Regions from separate parts of the Mus musculus genome. Here regions 1 and 3 are each linked to region 2. A link is a contact called in public HiChIP or PLAC-seq data. All regions are on one chromosome and are shown on one strand. The core of a region is the stretch at or near the end of the contact, and the rest is flanking DNA. Distances in the headings are between cores, read along the strand shown. Region 1 has its middle 17 kb from the start of Gm31547. Region 2 overlaps Dnah6 (dynein, axonemal, heavy chain 6). Region 3 has its middle 21 kb from the start of Tmsb10.

What was found. HiChIP or PLAC-seq counts read pairs in DNA pulled down with a chosen protein or histone mark.
Region 1: an H3K4me3 HiChIP or PLAC-seq map of bone marrow-derived macrophages shows a contact between it and region 2, with 4 times the contacts expected there. The contact joins two enhancer-like sites. A contact is called at or near these places in 3 of 115 datasets of contacts at active chromatin or transcription factors (CD4 single positive thymocytes, bone marrow-derived macrophages and embryonic stem cells) and 1 of 9 other capture datasets (embryonic stem cells).
Region 3: a contact with region 2 is called in an H3K4me3 HiChIP or PLAC-seq map of bone marrow-derived macrophages, with 4 times the contacts expected there. The contact joins two enhancer-like sites. A contact is called at or near these places in 1 of 15 datasets of contacts at CTCF or cohesin (the NIH/3T3 cell line) and 4 of 115 datasets of contacts at active chromatin or transcription factors (bone marrow-derived macrophages, embryonic stem cells and extraembryonic endoderm stem cells).

The regions. Positions count from the first base shown.
Region 1 is chr6:72,987,712-72,991,711 of GRCm38.p6, reverse strand. No RefSeq gene overlaps it. Among named protein-coding and RNA genes, the nearest start is that of Gm31547, 17 kb to the left of the region's middle. Within about 2 kb of position 1,286, at least 98 of the 459 cell types and tissues checked have an H3K27ac peak or open chromatin away from gene starts, as enhancers often do. A contact at or near this core is called in bone marrow-derived macrophages, where this site is marked.
Region 2 is chr6:73,180,649-73,184,101 of GRCm38.p6, reverse strand. Dnah6 (dynein, axonemal, heavy chain 6) reads left to right here. Exons shown (of 77, transcript NM_001164669.1): 12 at 2,275-2,395. Among named protein-coding and RNA genes, the nearest start is that of Dnah6, 39 kb to the left of the region's middle. Within about 2 kb of position 1,876, at least 30 of the 459 cell types and tissues checked have an H3K27ac peak or open chromatin away from gene starts, as enhancers often do. A contact at or near this core is called in bone marrow-derived macrophages, where this site is marked.
Region 3 is chr6:72,936,106-72,939,709 of GRCm38.p6, reverse strand. No RefSeq gene overlaps it. Among named protein-coding and RNA genes, the nearest start is that of Tmsb10, 21 kb to the left of the region's middle. Within about 2 kb of position 1,594, at least 125 of the 459 cell types and tissues checked have an H3K27ac peak or open chromatin away from gene starts, as enhancers often do. A contact at or near this core is called in bone marrow-derived macrophages, where this site is marked.

The DNA of each region.
Region 1 (4,000 bases), core at 37-2,536, 190 kb after region 2:
GCGTAAGGGACTTACTGCCAAGCCTGACAACCTAAGTTTAATCCTAGGAATCCACAGAGTGGAAAGAGAGACACCCCCCAACTCCTACAAGTTGTTCTCTGGCCTCCACAGATTCTAAGTGGCAAGCATACACCTCTCTCCACTCACCCCATCCCATCCCGCATACAATCAATGCTTTAAAAAAAAGACTTATTATGTCCTTGGGTTAGCAGGACAAGAGTGCCAACCCCTTGCTATTTGTCCCTAGAGTAGCAAGGGGTTGGCACTCACAGGGGCCCCCTAAGACCATCGAAAAACACAGACATTTACATTATAATTCATAACAGTAGGAAAGTTACAGTTAGGAAGTACCAATGATTATAATTTTATGGGTGGATTTCACCGTGACATGAGGAACTGGGTATTCAAGGGCCGCAGCATTAGGAAGGTTGAGAACCGTTGTCCTAGGGGAAAGGTGGACCCAAGATGAAGGAATGCTTGAGTGCGAAAGCACCAGAACAGGTTCCTCTGCAGCTGGAGTTATAGGGAGGTGGAAGGGTAAGGATCTGAGTTCAAGTCCCCAGGACCCACATAGAGCTGGACACAGTAGCATGCATCTATAATCCCCAGTTCTCCTACAACCAGATGAGAAGCAGAGACAGAAGGCTGCCAGGAAGCCGTTGGATCAGCCAGCCTGTGTACACAGCAGGAAACACAGGACCATACCTCAAACAAGATGGAAGGTAAGGACCAGCACGGAAGGTTGTCCTCCAACCTCCACACATGCTCCACGGCACATGTGTGCCTCTACTCAGACATTAGAACACACACACACACATACACACAAACACACACATTTAATTAGTTAATAATAAACTATACTAAATTAAACCTTTCCTGGTCATTTTAGAGCGCAAGCAAGCAACCAGGATCCAGAGGCTAACAAGAGACAAATAATGAGTGTGCCAAGTCCATCTTTCCTGAGTTTTCCACTGGAATCGTCCAAATTAAACTAAACTTCAGAAGAGTTTATTTCAGAGCAGCTTAGCGAAGGCCAGGAGGTCTGAGAGAAGGAGTGTGGTCACAGACTTGAATCAAGGCCATAAGGGTAAGAGAGAGAGAGAAAGAGAGAGAGACAGAGACACCGAGACAGAGAGAGACAGAGACACTGAACCAGAGGGGAGGTCTCCAGAGCTGCAGTAGTAAGGAGGCAGGGGTCCTGCAGAGCCCTGCAGAGGTTTGCACAGCCAAATGCATGCTTATTCAGCTCACTAGACTACAGCATGGAAAGGAAGTCAGAGAAAGCGAAAGTCGAAAGTGGAAGTGTGAGATGAATTAAGGGAGACTTGGGGGACCTGGTGAGGCTCTGGCAGAGGCAGAGGAGAAATGATGACTTTACAGAAGCTACACCTACACCCACCCAACCATTCCATGGTTGACTGAACTCTGGGAGAGAGAACTAAGTAGAAGCTTCCCGGAACTAGCATCTAGAAAGATCTGCAGATCACACCCTCCGGCCACCACACTGCAGCAGCCAGTGATTAAGATGTGAAAACACATAAGTCTCTAGTTGCACAAGCATCCCAGAGGTCCTTCAGTTTCCCCGTACTCCAAGCATGACTTCCCTCCAAAGCATTTACATTTCTCAGCTGGCAAAGTTCTGCCCCCAGCCTGGCTTGGAGAAGCTCCTTTGTGCAAAGGGCAACTGCTAATGCAGAGACTCAGCTCCTGTCAAAGTGCTGAGAACAAATGACTGCAGAGTGCAAGCCCTCAACAGTGCGTCTCTGCACCCATCTCCAACACCCAGGGCCCACGGAGGCAGATGGGGTGGGGAGATCGTAAGAGCTGGAGGATGGAGGGGAGCGTCCCGAAAAGCTGTCCCCTAGAAAGGGCATGGCCGTGGCAATCACAGACACACAACAGACATGGCCACCAGCACAAGACCTGCCCAAAAGACCGTGTAGCCCAGGCTAGCCTCACACTCATGATCTTCCCCCAAACTCACAAGAGCTAGGATCACCACCATGTGCCTCCTTGTCCAACCATGAAAACTTAAAAGCAAATTAAAACCACCTCTCAAACTGGTGAAAATGAAAGCTTGTCAGCAACCAATAGGAACATCAAACTCTTCTGTAAGGTACTTAGCGCCATTTAAAGTGTGTGTGCCTTTTGACCTCAAAATTGCACAATAGCATTATGGCCTAAGGAAATATTGACTCCTGTGTGCAGATGGTAATGGGGTGGGGAGGAGGAGGAAGAGATAGGAAAGAAAGAAGAGAGGAAAGGAGTGTAGACAGAAGAGAAAAGAGAGGGGGAGAAGAATAGAGAAGAAAAAGGAAGGGAGAGGAGACAGGGGAGGGAGAGAGCTGAAAGTTATGCTGGATGAATGCAACCAATGAGGAGAGCAGGAGCAGGTGGGTCCGGCATCCTGCATCCTAGAGGGTCTTAAAGCACGCCTCCGGGAATGAGGAAGTGACATCATTGGGCTCTTTGAAAAGCCTGAGGATTAGCTCTATTGCCTGTTTGTCAGCGCTGCAGCTGCTCGCCAGGCTGGAATCCTGTGAGGTATGCAGTGCGCTGAGCTGGCTGGATGCCTGTGGCCACCACCTGGCCTCTGAGATCCCACCAGCTTTTGGAACAAGGCCCTAGCATCTTGCAGCAGATACAGAGAGTTATGGCTGGGCCAGTGGGGGATAAAGAGACCTCTTCTCAACTTCTCTTTTTCCTTCTTCCTTGTCTGAAGTCCTTTCTAGAGTAGTGGATCCCTTGTGTCTGTTCCATGAATGATGTTCTGATGGGGCCTGGTCCCATGGACCATACATAGCCCTAGCCTGGTGGCTCAGCCCTAATGCCAGGCTGTGAGTCAAAAGCTGCTCTGGCCGCGGAGGGTCACTCATATGTTCTCCTTCTTGCTATGGCCTCTGTGGAATCTTCTTGTGTCCCATAATTCCCACCCAAGAGGAGACCTCTCTCCAAGTGTGCCAGGACATGACCCCAAGAAAAGCACCATCTCTACAAAGCAAACCGCTCACTGCCTCCCAGAAATGAGATGACAAGAAAACCACTCTGCTCTTTCAAGTTGGCCCATAGAGGATGCGTGTGCACACACAAACACACCTTTTTTTCATGATACCTTTTGTTGAGTTGCTTCCCCACCCCCTTTTTTCCTTTTGAGACAGGGTTTCTCTAAATAGCCCTGGCTAGCCTAGAATTCACTGTGTAGACCAGGCTGGCCCCAAACTCAGACCACACACACTCACACACACACACACACACACACACACACACACACTTCCTTCCTCTTACTACCAACTAGCATTATCTTTAAAGGGATACAGGGCACACCAAAAGCTGGTGTGTCACCCACCTTTTGAAGGCCATGCTTACAGATCCACAGTTTGAGAATCACATACTTAGATCATAGACAAATGATATAAACATAAAGCATGCTGTGGTGTTTGGTTTAATTGACACAATCTACAGTCACCTGGAGAGAGTCTCAATGAGCTTTGTCTAAATCTCTCTTCTTAATGTTGTGGCCCTTTAATACAGTTCCTCATGATGTGGGGACCAGCCCCCCAGCATAAAATTATTTTCATTACTCCTTCATAACTGTAATTTTGCTTCTATTATGAATTATACTTGAAATATTTGTGTCTTCTGATGCTCTTAAAAGACCCTTGAGAAAGGGTAGAGAACCACTGGTCTAGATCAAGTTGGTCTTTGGTTGTGTCTGTGAGGTTTTCTTTCTTTTTTTAAAATTAAAACAACTTTTCATGCAATATATTTTTATCATATTTACCCTCTCCCAATTCCTTCAAGTTCTTCCCTCACCTTCCTCCCCCCCCCCCAACCCCACCACCAAAAAAGAAACAAAAAACTCACAAAAAATGAAAATCAGAACAAGTAGGCAGAAGACCAGTGTTAAAGTGAGGTTGCTGGAGGGAAAGGAGGCAGAGGGGAGCAGCCAGGCGTCTCCAGAGGCAGAATTGTTCTTTAATCAGAACTGAACGGCCACAGA
Region 2 (3,453 bases), core at 627-3,126:
GACAAAGAAGCAGGCTAAATCACAAATAGAACATAATAAAAATAACATAAATAAAATACTTTAACATACCATTATCATCATAAGGAAGACCAAATAGAAAAGAAATAAGAACAGAGGCCTAGCCAACACCATTAGAATAAAAAGAAATGATCATCAAAATAAAGAAACAAACAAATAAGTAAGTCTTTAGAAGCTCTGAGATTACTGTGTAGATGTTGGTTAAGGTGAATTTGAATCATTAGTAAAAGTACATTTGCAAACTGGGAGAATGTATTTATATCATCCAGCCTGGCCTCTTAAGGCACGAAGAAACTTTGCTCTGGGTGACAGGACTACAGGTGGGAGGAAAGATGGCCAAAGCATTAGGCAGAAATCCTACCAAAAACTATTAACCAAACAGAGATGATACTACATCACCCATCAGCTAAGTGCAAAGTCAAAGAAAACTGAATTAGCATCTTTCAACTAACATGTTTGTGAAATTAAAAAGTGTGCCAAAACCTCCCGTGGGCTAACCTGTGGGAAATCATACACCCTGCACCACTGCAGCCATGCAGAGAATAAAGAACTTGCATTGTATGAGGGAAAATAACTAAACGTGCATTTGCTTTTTGGTTTAACAATGCCACCTCTAGACACACCTGAAAACACAGGGTCAGAGATAGAAAAGAACATACACATGAGGCTACTCTTAGCATCTTGCTTCTGATTGCGGAAACATCAGAAACTATCAAAATACCCATCCCCGGGCAGGAAGACAGGGGTTAACTGTATGGAGTGACATCCAAGACTCACTGTGAAGTGAGCAAGCCAAGAGACAGTTTTCTGTCATCTGTCCTTTTTGCGTCAGAAAAGGGGGCAGGGCAGAGAGGCCCGTAAACCAGAAGCCAAGGAAAACAGCTCTGCATTGGAGAGTGTGGAAATGATTCAGGAAGGGTCAGAGTGGGGGGTGTGCAGTGCAAACAATAAGGAGAGTAACCCTTCTGAGTGTAGGTTTAATATAGTTCTAAACAAGAGTGGAGGGGGAATAAAGTACAAACAAAACCAAATAAATCCAAGTTAGTTGAGCAACATAACTACACTGAAGAATGGGAAGATGAGGATGAAAGCAAGTTTATCATCACCACCACTACCATCACCCTCCTCATCATCATTATTAATGAAAGGTTTGAAACTCAGGGCCCCACATAAACTTGAACATAGTAGTTAGGACTTTGGCCACATAACCTTATGCTAACTTCTAAGCTTGCTTTTGTCCGTGGAATCAGTGTATCTGCAATCCCAGACCACTTTCTGTGTGTTCCACAGTTGAACAAATAAGTAAAACCATATTGTGGGCAGTTGTACTAGTTAGATTGCTATTGCTGTAATGAAATACCGAGACGAAAAGCAACCTGGGGAGGAAAGGGTTACTTCAGCTTACAGCTGAGTTGTGGTCAGTCAGTGAGTTAAGTTAGGTCAGGAAGAGGCAGGAACTAACATAGGGACAGTGAAGAAGGCTGCTTTCTAGCTCACTCCTCAGGGCTTGCTCCGAATGCTTTGTTAAACAAACCAGGGATGGCTCTGTCCCCACAGGGCTGGGCCCTCCCACACCAATCATTAATCAAGAAAATGCCCTATAGACTTGCATACAGACTATCTAATGAGGGAAATTCCTCAGTTAAGGTTCCCTCTTCCAAGATCACTCTAGCTCATAGCAAAGTGACAACAAAACAAAACAAACACACAACCCTAACCAGCACAGGAATGAAGAGATTATATATCTTCAAAGAATTAACAAGTGGGGAAAGAAAGACCACTTTCTGAACTGAATGGTTTTGCATTGAGATTAGAGTCATGAACTCATGGTTTTTATTGGCTGGTAGAAAAATAGAGAACTGAGATCTACATATGCGTGCTGTGTGGTGTGGTGTGGTGTGGTGTGATGTGCTCTGTGTGTGTGTGTGTGTGTGTGTGTGTGTGTTCTACTTAGGAAAAATTCCCTTGAGAGTTAGAAAGATGGCTCCGACGTTAACCACACACACTGATCCTTCAGAGGGTGCAAGCTTCATTTCTAGCACACACACCAGGCAGCTCACATTTCGAAGTCCTGCTCTGGGGGATCAGACACCTCTGTCCACCATGGGCATGGGCACCTGCACTCATGTGCCCGTACTCTCACACACACACACACACACACACACCACACACACACACACACACACACACACACACACACACGTAACTAGAAATATTAGGGGAAAAAATCAGTCTTGTTCATCTGTCACCACTTAGGAAACAATTCACGCAGCGTTCGACTCTGCACGCTTGTACGCAGCGACATTTGAAAAGTTTCAGTTATTCTTCAAGGAAAACGAGAGTCTGGATCTAGAAGCCCTGAAGCAGGAGGAGCCTGGTGAGTCTGCCCTCGCTAAAGCACATTTGACCGAGATAACAAGACCTGTCGTCTTCTGGGTTTCTGTTTGGTGGTGTTCAGTGACACCGAGTGTTGACCTGAAACGTTTGACCAGGCAAAGGCAGGACTTTATGCACATCTGGTATTTCCCATGGAATCCCTCATTTTCTTTCCTCTGCGCCCGCATCCCTGTATCTGGTAAAGTGCGGGGTGGTTCCTCAGTCACGCGTGGCCCATCTGTCGAGGTTGCTGTAAGACCTGTGTGCCTTGTGAAGAGTTGAAAAGGAGGTGGGATTCTACCATTCCTGCCAGGCAAGGCTTACAGAAGCCCTCTGTCTCAGAAATTCAAGATACAATTTTCTTCCTATACCACCCTGAGACCTGGTGAGGATGATCAACAATTCTTAGTGTTGAATTCAGGCCCGGGGACAAACCATTCCATTGGAATCCTTATTCTTGGGTGTGACAGGAGTTGGACGTGTTTCACAGGATGTCTTTTCCAGAGCATGATGCAAGCGAGTGACCTTTTAACCTTATGGACTGATTTTATGGCGTTTTATTTTCAGGAAAAAAAATCCAATTTTTATTTTTATAAAATATGGTTTTTGAACACAAAGTAGATCTATTCCAAATAACCAGCTTAATAATTTATATCATCTAACTCACAGGGGTTAAATGAAGGGCCTGATGTATGCTCTGAGGTATACTGGCAGCCTATGGCTTTCTTCTTTTATGATTCAATTGTGATCTTATGAAAGAACAGACATTGTGCCTCCTCTTCCTCTTCCTCCTCCTCTTCTTCCTCCTCCTTCTTTTTCTCCTATTTCTTTTTTCTCCTCCTTCTCCCCGCCCTCCCCCCCAACTGTAACTATATTTGCTGACAGGCCCAGGACCTACCATGAGGCTCTGGTGGGGAGGGGCAAAGGATGAAGTAGAGCCTGTGAACACTTTATAATGGAACTGCTTGCAGACTCGAGGAAAGCAAGGCCTCAAGCATGCAGGCACACCCCATCACCCCCAGACAGAGGGAGATGACCTCAAGCATGCAGCCACACCCC
Region 3 (3,604 bases), core at 345-2,844, 240 kb after region 2:
CAAAGCCCACCCCGCAGTGACACACTTCCTCCAGCAAGGGCACATCTCCTAATAATGCCACTCCCTATGGCCTATGGGGGCCAATTACATTCAAACTACCACAATAGGGATGACTTTCTCCTTTGGAAATAGAGGGGGAAATGTCTGAAAGGTAGGGGAAGGGAGATCTGAGGAGGAACTGTGTGGCTAGACAAATGGAGAAGTGTCCCGGGATACAGAAGTGTTGAACAGAAGGGGCAACCTGGAGATTCACATGAGGGTCTCAGAGGAGAGACTCTTCCTAGTGAAGCTGGAAGAGGCAGAGGGTGCAGGGAGCACCCCAGTACCCCTAGAACAAGAAAGGAAGAATTCTCAGTCAGCTAGGGCCAGTGTAGGCCAGGGTCCAGCCAGCTATCTCCTGTAGAAAAGGAGCTACAGGATAATCAGGCCAGTGACAACTGTGACAACACATTCAGATAGAAGCTGCCATGGAGACCAGGCTAGCCTTGAACTCATAGACATCGGCCTGCCTTTGCTTACTAAGTGCTGGGATTGAAGGTGTGCTGGTTGAAGAGACACTTGGTCTCTTGAAGCATCTTCTATGATGACAAGACTGACCTAATCAGTCCCACCAGGTAAGAAGCTTTACAGTGTGTTGCTTGCCGTGCCAGTCCAAGCCTACCGTTACCAGCTCGGACTAAAGAGACACCTACATCATCACACTTTTCTTGTTCTGCAAAGAGGCCTGATTGAGTGCTTATATATTCCTTAGATTTTTTTTTAGACGAAGGAAAAGCAAAGAGGAATCATAAATAAGTGCCCGAGTGTAACTGAAAAGTTACTTTTATTGGGGGTTTCTCATGGCCAGATTCTCTTTTGTTGATTTCTTTGTCAGGGTCTCACACAGCATAGTCTTGACTCTAACTTGTTATATAGCTAAGATGACCTAGAACTTTTGGCCTTCCTGTCTCCATTTCCCAAGTGCTGCAGTCTGGTTTACCCGGTACTGGGGACTGAACCCAGGGCCCTGCGTGTGTGAGACAAGCACTCTACCAAGACACACACACACACACACACACACACACACACACACACACACACACACGGTTTTACATCCCCTTCCCATCCCCAAAACAAAGAAACAAAATAAATATAGGCTAGGGAGAGCACTACCTGATGAATGGAAGCCAAGGTCTCGCAGCTCTTCAGAGCCTAACCCAAGAAAGCTACTCTCATTTGCCTTACATGCCTGGCCCGTGAGGTACTACCCTCTCTTGAGTTTTCCAAAGGAAATAAGGGAGATGCCTCTGACTCTCTTCCTCCAAGGACGAGAGGATCACCTGCTAGGTCCCTTTCATCTCTGGGTGTACTCTACAACATTGGGCTAAATTTAAAATGTGAAAAGTAAAAAGAAAAGGTTTGAAAGAAGGAGAAAGGCAGAGGACAAAATTATTTTATGGAGACAAAATTAATCCAGATTTTGATACTGCCAGAAGCTGGGCTCCCTGAGCTTCTGTGGCCTTGAGCTCCCAGGGCAGGTTTTAGAAGGAACCAGAATCCCGACATCGGTAGTGTCCTGCCTACGTGGTAGCCGTTAGACTCTGGTTTCAGTTTTAAACATGTGTGGCTTGAAAGGGGACTTTCCCCCTGGAACAGGAAATGCTGATGACAGACAGAGCCTTGACCAGGGACCAAACTTGTCAGAAAACATCTACATCTGGTAAGCTATAGTGACCAAGCTGATGGAGTAGCCACACAGCTGCCAGTAGTTAGCCAGGCTAGCCCTAAGCAGGTGACCCAGAAGTCTGAGATTCGGGACCTTTTCAGAAGCAAGCCCTGAATTTGTGAAACCTCAAAGCCTCTCTTCTTTTGTAAGAAGTGTAGCAAATGAAAGCTAACACTATGATAAGCAGCTGTTACAGACAGTAGACTCATGCTATGTCGACCTAAGGAATGAAGTGCCAAGACTGCCTTTGGGCAAAGGATAACTGAGGCAGGACATGGTGGGACACAACTGTAACCCCAGCCCTCAAGAGGCTGAGGCAGGAAGCCTGGACTACAAAGAAACACTCTTTCTTAAAGTAGGGGATGGGGGGGAGGAAAGGCAGAGCATATCACAGTACAGTGCTCTGTCCTGTGATCCAAGCAGTAAAAAGTGAAGAAAAGCCACCAATGAAACAGACACCAAACCACAAGAGTAAAGCCATGAGGTTACGGCACCCGCCCTAGAGACCAGAGCAGTGATCCCTAAACCAGCTTCACATTCAGTTAATTTCTTGGTGGTGACCACTTCTGAATTTTAAAAGCCCAAGACCGAAAAAGTAGGCTGTTCCTATAATGCCAGCCCTTAGGAGGAAGAGACGGCAGGATCAGGAGTTCAAGGCTATATAGTAAACTACGAGGGGGGTTAGGGGTGGGTGAGGGAAGGAGGGAGGGGTAGAGGGACAGGGACAGGGACAAAGACAGACAGAGTTTTTGATCTGGCATACCTTTCCCCCAAATAATCCAAACCTAGAGAAAGTAGAGAATGAGTTTGGGACCAGAGAATGTGATAGGGATTAAACCCACAGCCCCATGCTAATCTACTATGCTCTCTATACATACATTGTATTCGCACGAGAAAAAGTTTCCTCTTTTTTTCCTATAGTATAATATGACACAGCTGCCTTGTGTTTCCCCCCTACCAGTATGTGTTACAGGGTGTTCCAGATCAGTTCAAGAGTTTCGCCGGGCGTGGTGGCGCACGCCTTTAATCCCAGCACTCGGGAGGCAGAGGCAGGCGGATTTCTGAGTTCGAGGCCAGCCTGGTCTACAAAGAGTTTCCTCCCCGATCTCATTTCTCCACAGCATTCTGTCGAATGGCGCCTTTACCATTGTGCAGACCACGGGGCTTCTTTCTGCGCTCAGAAAGTTACCAGCGCTGCTGCAGTAATAAACTCTGGGAAATCTGACTTTGCACAAGAGAAGTGTAGTCCCTAGGAGGGAAAAAAAATGAGAACAAAAGAATTAAGGAGAAATGGTGACATATCTTTGTTGATTGCTGCCAAATCGTCCATTGCTGCCAAATCCCTATGGTCCATGCCGATCCCGCTGCCCCACCTGTAGCGCCCCAGCTGCAAATGGATCCATCCTGACCCCCGATCTGGAAAGCTACTTTTCAAAGGCCCCCATGTTGGCTACCTAAGTGGGCACAACTCTGGAGAAAGAGACCCTTCCTCCAGCCAAAGCTCATTTGCTATTGGACGCTATCCAACTGACAAAGTGCCTCCATCAGAATGGCCTGACAGCAGAGATTTAAGGCATTTTCTCTTTTTTTAATTTTTAAAAAATATTTATTTATTTATTATATGTGAGTCCACTGTAGCTGTCTTCAGAAACACCAGAAGAGTCAGATCTCATTATGGATGGTTGAGAGCCACCACATGGTTGCTGGGATTTGAACTCAGGACCTTAACCACTGACCCACCTCTCCAACCCGATTTAAGGCATTTTCCTGATTAATGGTTGATGAGAATGTCTCAGTCTACGGCTGCTGGTGTCATCCCCGGGCAGGTGCTTGTATAAAAAGCAGGCCAGCCAAGTGGTGGTGGTGCACGCCTTTAATCCCAGAACTTGGGAGGCAGAG